Linked DNA regions of Ovis aries: region 1 is linked to region 2. A link is a contact called in public Hi-C data. All regions are on one chromosome and are shown on one strand. The core of a region is the stretch at or near the end of the contact, and the rest is flanking DNA. Distances in the headings are between cores, read along the strand shown. Region 1 has its middle 48 kb from the start of SNX19. Region 2 holds the start of ADAMTS15 (ADAM metallopeptidase with thrombospondin type 1 motif 15).

Evidence for each region. A called contact is a pair of places that touch in the nucleus more often than the background predicts.
Region 1: a contact with region 2 is called in a Hi-C map of tail adipose tissue, with 3 times the contacts expected there. The contact joins the enhancer-like site here to the promoter of ADAMTS15 in region 2. A contact is called at or near these places in 8 of 16 Hi-C or Micro-C datasets (liver, mesenteric adipose tissue, muscle and 3 more).

What each region holds. Positions count from the first base shown.
Region 1 is chr21:34,284,774-34,287,520 of ARS-UI_Ramb_v3.0, reverse strand. No RefSeq gene overlaps it. Among named protein-coding and RNA genes, the nearest start is that of SNX19, 48 kb to the left of the region's middle. Within about 2 kb of position 1,375, at least 3 of the 54 cell types and tissues checked have an H3K27ac peak or open chromatin away from gene starts, as enhancers often do. A contact at or near this core is called in tail adipose tissue, where this site is marked.
Region 2 is chr21:33,916,883-33,919,878 of ARS-UI_Ramb_v3.0, reverse strand. It overlaps ADAMTS15 (ADAM metallopeptidase with thrombospondin type 1 motif 15), which reads right to left and starts at 1,405. Exons shown (of 9, transcript XR_009597934.1): 1 at 122-1,405.

The sequences.
Region 1 (2,747 bases), core at 126-2,625, 370 kb before region 2:
TGCAGCCGCCTTTGTTAGAGCTGTACAGTGGTCCTTCGTTTGCCACTCAAATGTGTCTCTCTCTGACAGAGTTTAAACGCTTCAAGCGCAGGACTCTTATCTTACTTACATCTGAGTACATAAATGTGTGCCTTGATAAAACCACACTTTATTCACCACTAAACGTCGAACATTCCCCAAATTTGCCCACCGGCACCAAACTACATGGAAGTGGCAGAAAATTCTGAAGGTCTGCCTCCCAAGCTGGAGCCTCCTGCAGTCTTCCACTCTGCTAATATGGTACCTGAACTCTTCACTGCTGACAATCTCTTCCTGCAGGGACTTCCCTGGGGGTCTGGTGGTTTAGACCCTGCAGAGGCTTGACACCTGATTGGGGAACTATGATCCCTGTGAGGCACAGACAACAACAACAACAAAAACCCTAAAAATCTCTTCCTTTGGATGAAGACAGGGTTCTCCTCCTCCCTGGGATATTCTCAGACTCTCAGATAAAGTCTGGTTTTGTCCTGTTTCCAAACGACTGGCCTGAGAACTCCTACCTTCACCCCAGCACTGAGGTCTGGCTGAAATACCCCAAAGAGCCTGGCAATGATACGTATCTCAGTTACAAGAATTAATATGCTCTCCAAGGCTTTCTCTTCTTAAGTGGCATGGCCCCAAAGGAACTCATTGTTACTGTCTGTGTTTGGGGTTGGGGAAGGCCAGGGCCCCGTATTCTCAGGAAGACTAAGTGGGTAAAATAGATACTACCTTGGGCAGAAAGCAGATCCCCTTCAGAACACAGATCCCCTTCGGCAGGGTCTGTCACGGGCAGGCTCTGGGAGATGAATGCACCCCTAAGCGTCAATGCAGGTGGTTCTGTGAGAAGCGTATTCCCTTCTGAGGCTGAGCGGATTGTGGAGAGCTGGGGGTCATGAGGGCACCTTTATCAATAGAGACAGCTAAAGGCCTGCAGAAGGATGAGTGATGGAAAGATCTGGAAAGTGATATAGCCTGGAAGGGGAGGGTTAAATGGCCAGAGGGAAAGAGGGGTTTCTTTGTGGATGAGGATGGAAGTGAGTCATCAAACCTCAAAGAGAGAATGACTTGAAGACAGATACCCAGAACCTCACTTAGAAAATCAGGGAGGTGTTAGGATGACTCCGAGCAACCCTGGAATGTATTTGTAGGCTTAACCCTGACGTGAAATTGCATAATTTGAGGCTAATTTGTTTTGAATTTCTGCCTTCTGGGTCTCTTTAGTTTTGATAATCCAAGAACATCTTGTGAAAAACTTTGAACCGGGGTTTAAGTTGAACACGCAACACAGCTGAGTGTGGAAAAGAACTGTGTACACATCTGAAAGAGAAATTGTTTAAAACCATTCCTTAAATCCCTAAGCAGAACAGCGTGTGACTGGGAAGAGCAGACTCTTTGCCCCCATGTTCCCTGAGGCATCCCTCCTTGCTCTGCGTGTTCTTGAGGCTGACCTGTGCTCAGAGTCTGTAGAGATGTCAGGTTACCTGTGACGTTTTCCCACAAAGGAAGGATGAGCTCTGGGGTCACACACACCTAGGCGCTTACTCCTCTGGGACTGGCAGGTCAACTTCGGAGCCCCTCCCCTGCCCACCTCGGAGGCCTCCCCCAGAGCCTCTGTTCCCTACGGGTGACACAGGGTGGGCTCTGCCCACACGCCCTTCCTGTAGGCCTAGAGTATGGGTTGGGTGTCGGGTGTCCAGCAGGACCTTGACCCACAGGAGGCACCCCATCTATCCCTCCGCTTCTCTGGGGACAGCAGTGGGTGGACAGACACAGTGGTCACCTGCTGACTGCAGCAGGTCCCCTCACCTCTGTGACCTCTCAGCCTCTCTGTCTCCTCCCACTCTGCCCTCTTCCCTCCCCTTCCTTGGCAGCCCCAGCGCTTTTACCAAACCTCAAATCTCACTTCAAAGCCCTATCGGGAACCCTCCTAGGGCTTCCTGTGCCCACACTCTCCGCAGAGATTTCCGAGGATTTTGGTGAACGGGTCCTGCTCCCCTGACGTTCTCTCTCATAAACACATCTCACTTGCACATTCTCCCCCCACCCTGCCCGGCCCCACCACACACGCCCATCTTCCTGCCCCTCAGCGCACGCAGGACGCCCTTTCCCAAAGGACACTCCTGTGATTATTTTGTCCCTCTGCCTGGATGGCCCCAGATCAAACGCTCATGGGCCTATCTTTTATTTGATCAACTCTAGTCTTCCGAGTTCAGCTTCGAAGTCACTTCCAGTGTGCTGTGATCCTCTTTGGTGCTGCTCTTCATAGAATGGTGTCTCTGTGTGTGTGTTACTCGCTCAGTTGCTAAGTCACGTCTGACTCTTTGCTACCCCTCAGGCTGTAGCCTGGCAGACTCCACTGTCCATGGGATTCCCCAGGCAAGAATACTGGAGTGGGTTGCCATGCCCTTCTCCAGGGAATCTTCCCGACCCAGGGATTGAACCCACATCTCCTGCATTGTAGGCAGATTATTTACTGTTATGCCACCAGGAAAGCCCGAGGTGTCTGTAGTCCTGTCTTATCGGTCTCTACTAAAAAGACCTGCTTACTTGTCCTTCTGCAGACCAAGCGCCCAGCCTCCAGGGGAAGCCCCTGGTCTTGTTCACCAGGGTCTCCTTGGCCCAGAGAACAGTCCAGAATAGGTGCTTAGTGAATCTATGTTTTAAGCTTCTGTGCGGAATAATGATGATAATAACTTTTCTCTCTAAGAGAGAAGGTGCAGAATGCC
Region 2 (2,996 bases), core at 156-2,655:
TCAAACTCGGGGGTGAGGCGGTGACTGCGCGGCATAAAGGACATTGGGAGAGTTAAGGGCGGAGACTCCCGCCACCCAAACAAATGGAGGCTGGATCCAAAGAGATGACGGATCGACTCACCTGCCGGGTGAAGAGGATGGCCGTGTCCCAGTACTCCGGGTGCTTGTCACTCACTTTGTTCAGTTTCTTCTGCCACGCGCAGAAGTTGCGCAGCGTCAAGGCCGCATTGCCCGTGACCTTGGGCCCCGTGTCGCGGTCTCCGAGAAGCAGCACCTTGACCACGACGATGTTGATGGGGTTGAGGATGCTGGGGTGGCGGTAGAGCCGCGCCGCCGTGGCCAGCAGCGTCAGCAGATAGTGCTCCAGGTCCGCGCCGTGGAACTTGACCATCGACTCGTCCGCCACCACCAGCGTCTCCACGTATCGCGGGATAGACACGAAGCGCTTGGCGCGCCCGGACCTGCGTCGGCTGCGAGCCTCCCCTAAGCCAATCCGCCGAGGCGTGTAAGGGTCCAGGGCCCGCAGGATGGCGGGGTTCCAGCCTGAGCCCACCCCGCAGCGAGACGTGGGATCTCCGGGAGGCCCGCCGGGGACGCCCCGGCGCTGGAGGAGGTGTGCGCCCTGGCTGTTGCGCTGCGCCGCCGGCGCGCTGGTGTTGGGCAGCGGGCTAATGACATACTCGGCACCCCGGTAGCCGAAGGCTCCGCGTAGCCCCCCGCACAGGCTCAGGGCGGCGAACGAGTCTGGCTCGGCATTCACGTCCCCAGAATAGAAGCAACGTCTCAAGTCCGGAGAGCTGCGGATGAGTCCCTGGAGGGGGACGCCCAGGTGCTCAGTGGCGAAGGCGGGTGCCAAGAACTGAGCATCTGGCGTCAGGTGTAGGTAAAAGTCCTCCTGAAACGCTGTGATCTGAAAAATGAGTCCCTGATCCCTGGAGTCCTCGGGACCCTGCCAGTAGTAGTGGCGGCCGTTGATGTCCGGGTCTAGTCGGATGGGGACCACTACCTCCCGCTCTGGCTCTGAGCCGCCGGCGGGTGCCCCGGCGAGAAGCAGCATTAAGATGCCCAGCAGGAGCATGGCGCCGGGCAGCGCACAGCCGCGCTCTCGGAAGGGCCCGGCCCGGCTCCCTGGCCGCCGGCACGGTCTCCTCGCAGCCCGCACACCGGAACCACCGACGCCCCGGGCCGCCCGCAGCTCCCAGAAAGGAGAACCCCAGGGAGGGAGACTCCTCCCAGAGCTGTGAGCATGCACCGGGCAGCTCGCGCCTCCTACCTGTGCCTTTCCAAGCAGAGCGCGCCCTGGGAGCTTAAGTACAATCGCTGTCAAGTGCAAGGACGAAGATTTGCAGCGGAGAGCTAGAGGGAGGTGCCGGCCGCTTCTCCGAACCCCAGCGGTTCACAGCGCAGCAAACCAGGCGCTGGGCGAGCCTATTAAAGGCCCCCTCCTCTTTGGACTGCCCAGTCAGCGCTCTCCCTCCCTCCTCTCCCAGCCTCCCAAAGCTTGCAGCCTCCTGGGGCCACCGAAGAACTCGATCCCGCCTCCCGAGCGCAGAGCCACTTGGCGGGGAGGGAGTGGCGTTGCGCTGAGGCAGGAGGCGTGGGCTGGCCAAAGCAACCGGCGGCGGAGTCTGCATTTGCGTCCGGCCCCAGTGCCCAGAGCATCAGTCCGGACCTTCGACTGACTGCGCCCTGGGTCTTAGCCTTTATCTCAAGGCAGTTGGGGTCAGGAATGCAATATGAAGACTGGAGGCTAACCCTCTCTCCCAGACCCACCTCAGCTTTCCCTTTGCAATTTCCTCATCACAGTGTCCCCTAAAAAATCCAGAGCCAAGAATTGCCCCTGTACATGTGCTACTGCTGCCAGAAGGGCACATTCTGGGGCCCATGGAGAGCTTGTTTGGAACCCATGGCTGCCCAGGCCACGGGGCAGACGGTGGGCAGGATGGGCTGGTACCGATGGTGAGTTTTCAAGACTTTGCTATTACGCAGTCATCACTAACATTTTAGTTATGTGAACTTATAAACCGTGTCCTAATGATTTGAGCACAATTATCTGTGCTCTGGAGCCTGGGGGATCACCAGTCCTCCAGGACAGACCCCAGCCCGCTGGAGGAGGGGGATGCAGGGAGGAGAGCAGATGATGAGGGTAGGAGAGCAGGACTGAGTGGTGCCTATCTCACATCCCACATAACGCAGGGGCATCATGACAGAAGCTCAGACCAGGTCCTGGGGGAGTGTTCACACCGCTCAAGGGGGCAAATGCTGCCACTCAGGACTGGAGGGGGGTTGGGTGGTGGAGAGCCCTATTTAGCCCTATTTAGCACACCAGTGCCCAGGGATGTGGAGAAAAGGGTGGTCTTCCTGCCAAAGAGGGGCTGAGGCACTGGTGGACTGTGGAAAAAACATCAAGAAAAGGTACTTTCTGGGACTTCCCTGGTGGTCCAGTGGCTAAGACTCCAGGCTCCCAATGCAGGGGGCCCAGGTTCAATCCCTGGTCAGGGAATGAGATTGCACATGTTACAGTGAAGACCCAGAGCAGCTAAATAAATAAATGAAAATAAACATTTTTTAAGGGAGCATCCTCAAAGTATTTCTTAGAAAAGAAAGAAAGAGTACTTCCTCCCTGCCTTTCTCTCCTGTGATCCTTGACCAAGTACAGGAAGGACTCTGGAGTGAGAAGCTGAGGGTGTGCAGTGGTGATGCCATCAAGCCACAAGTTCCCGCTGACTTTGAGGGGAGTCTGGGAGCCCTGTTTCAGGCTCTGGGCCCCAAGGTCCTTCCTAGCTCTCAGTAAAATCTACGTCTTTCTTCTGAGAAGGAAAGAGGGCAAGTAGAGCAAGGAGGGCTCTCCTGTCTCTCCTGAGACCTAGAAAATCTTTCCAGAACCAAAGGGCTCTGGGTTGAGCTTGTAAGAGGAGGAGCATGTAGGAGTGGGACTGTGCATGAAGATCTGAAGCACGAGAACGGGGTGTGCGGAAGAAGTTTGGAATTTTCTT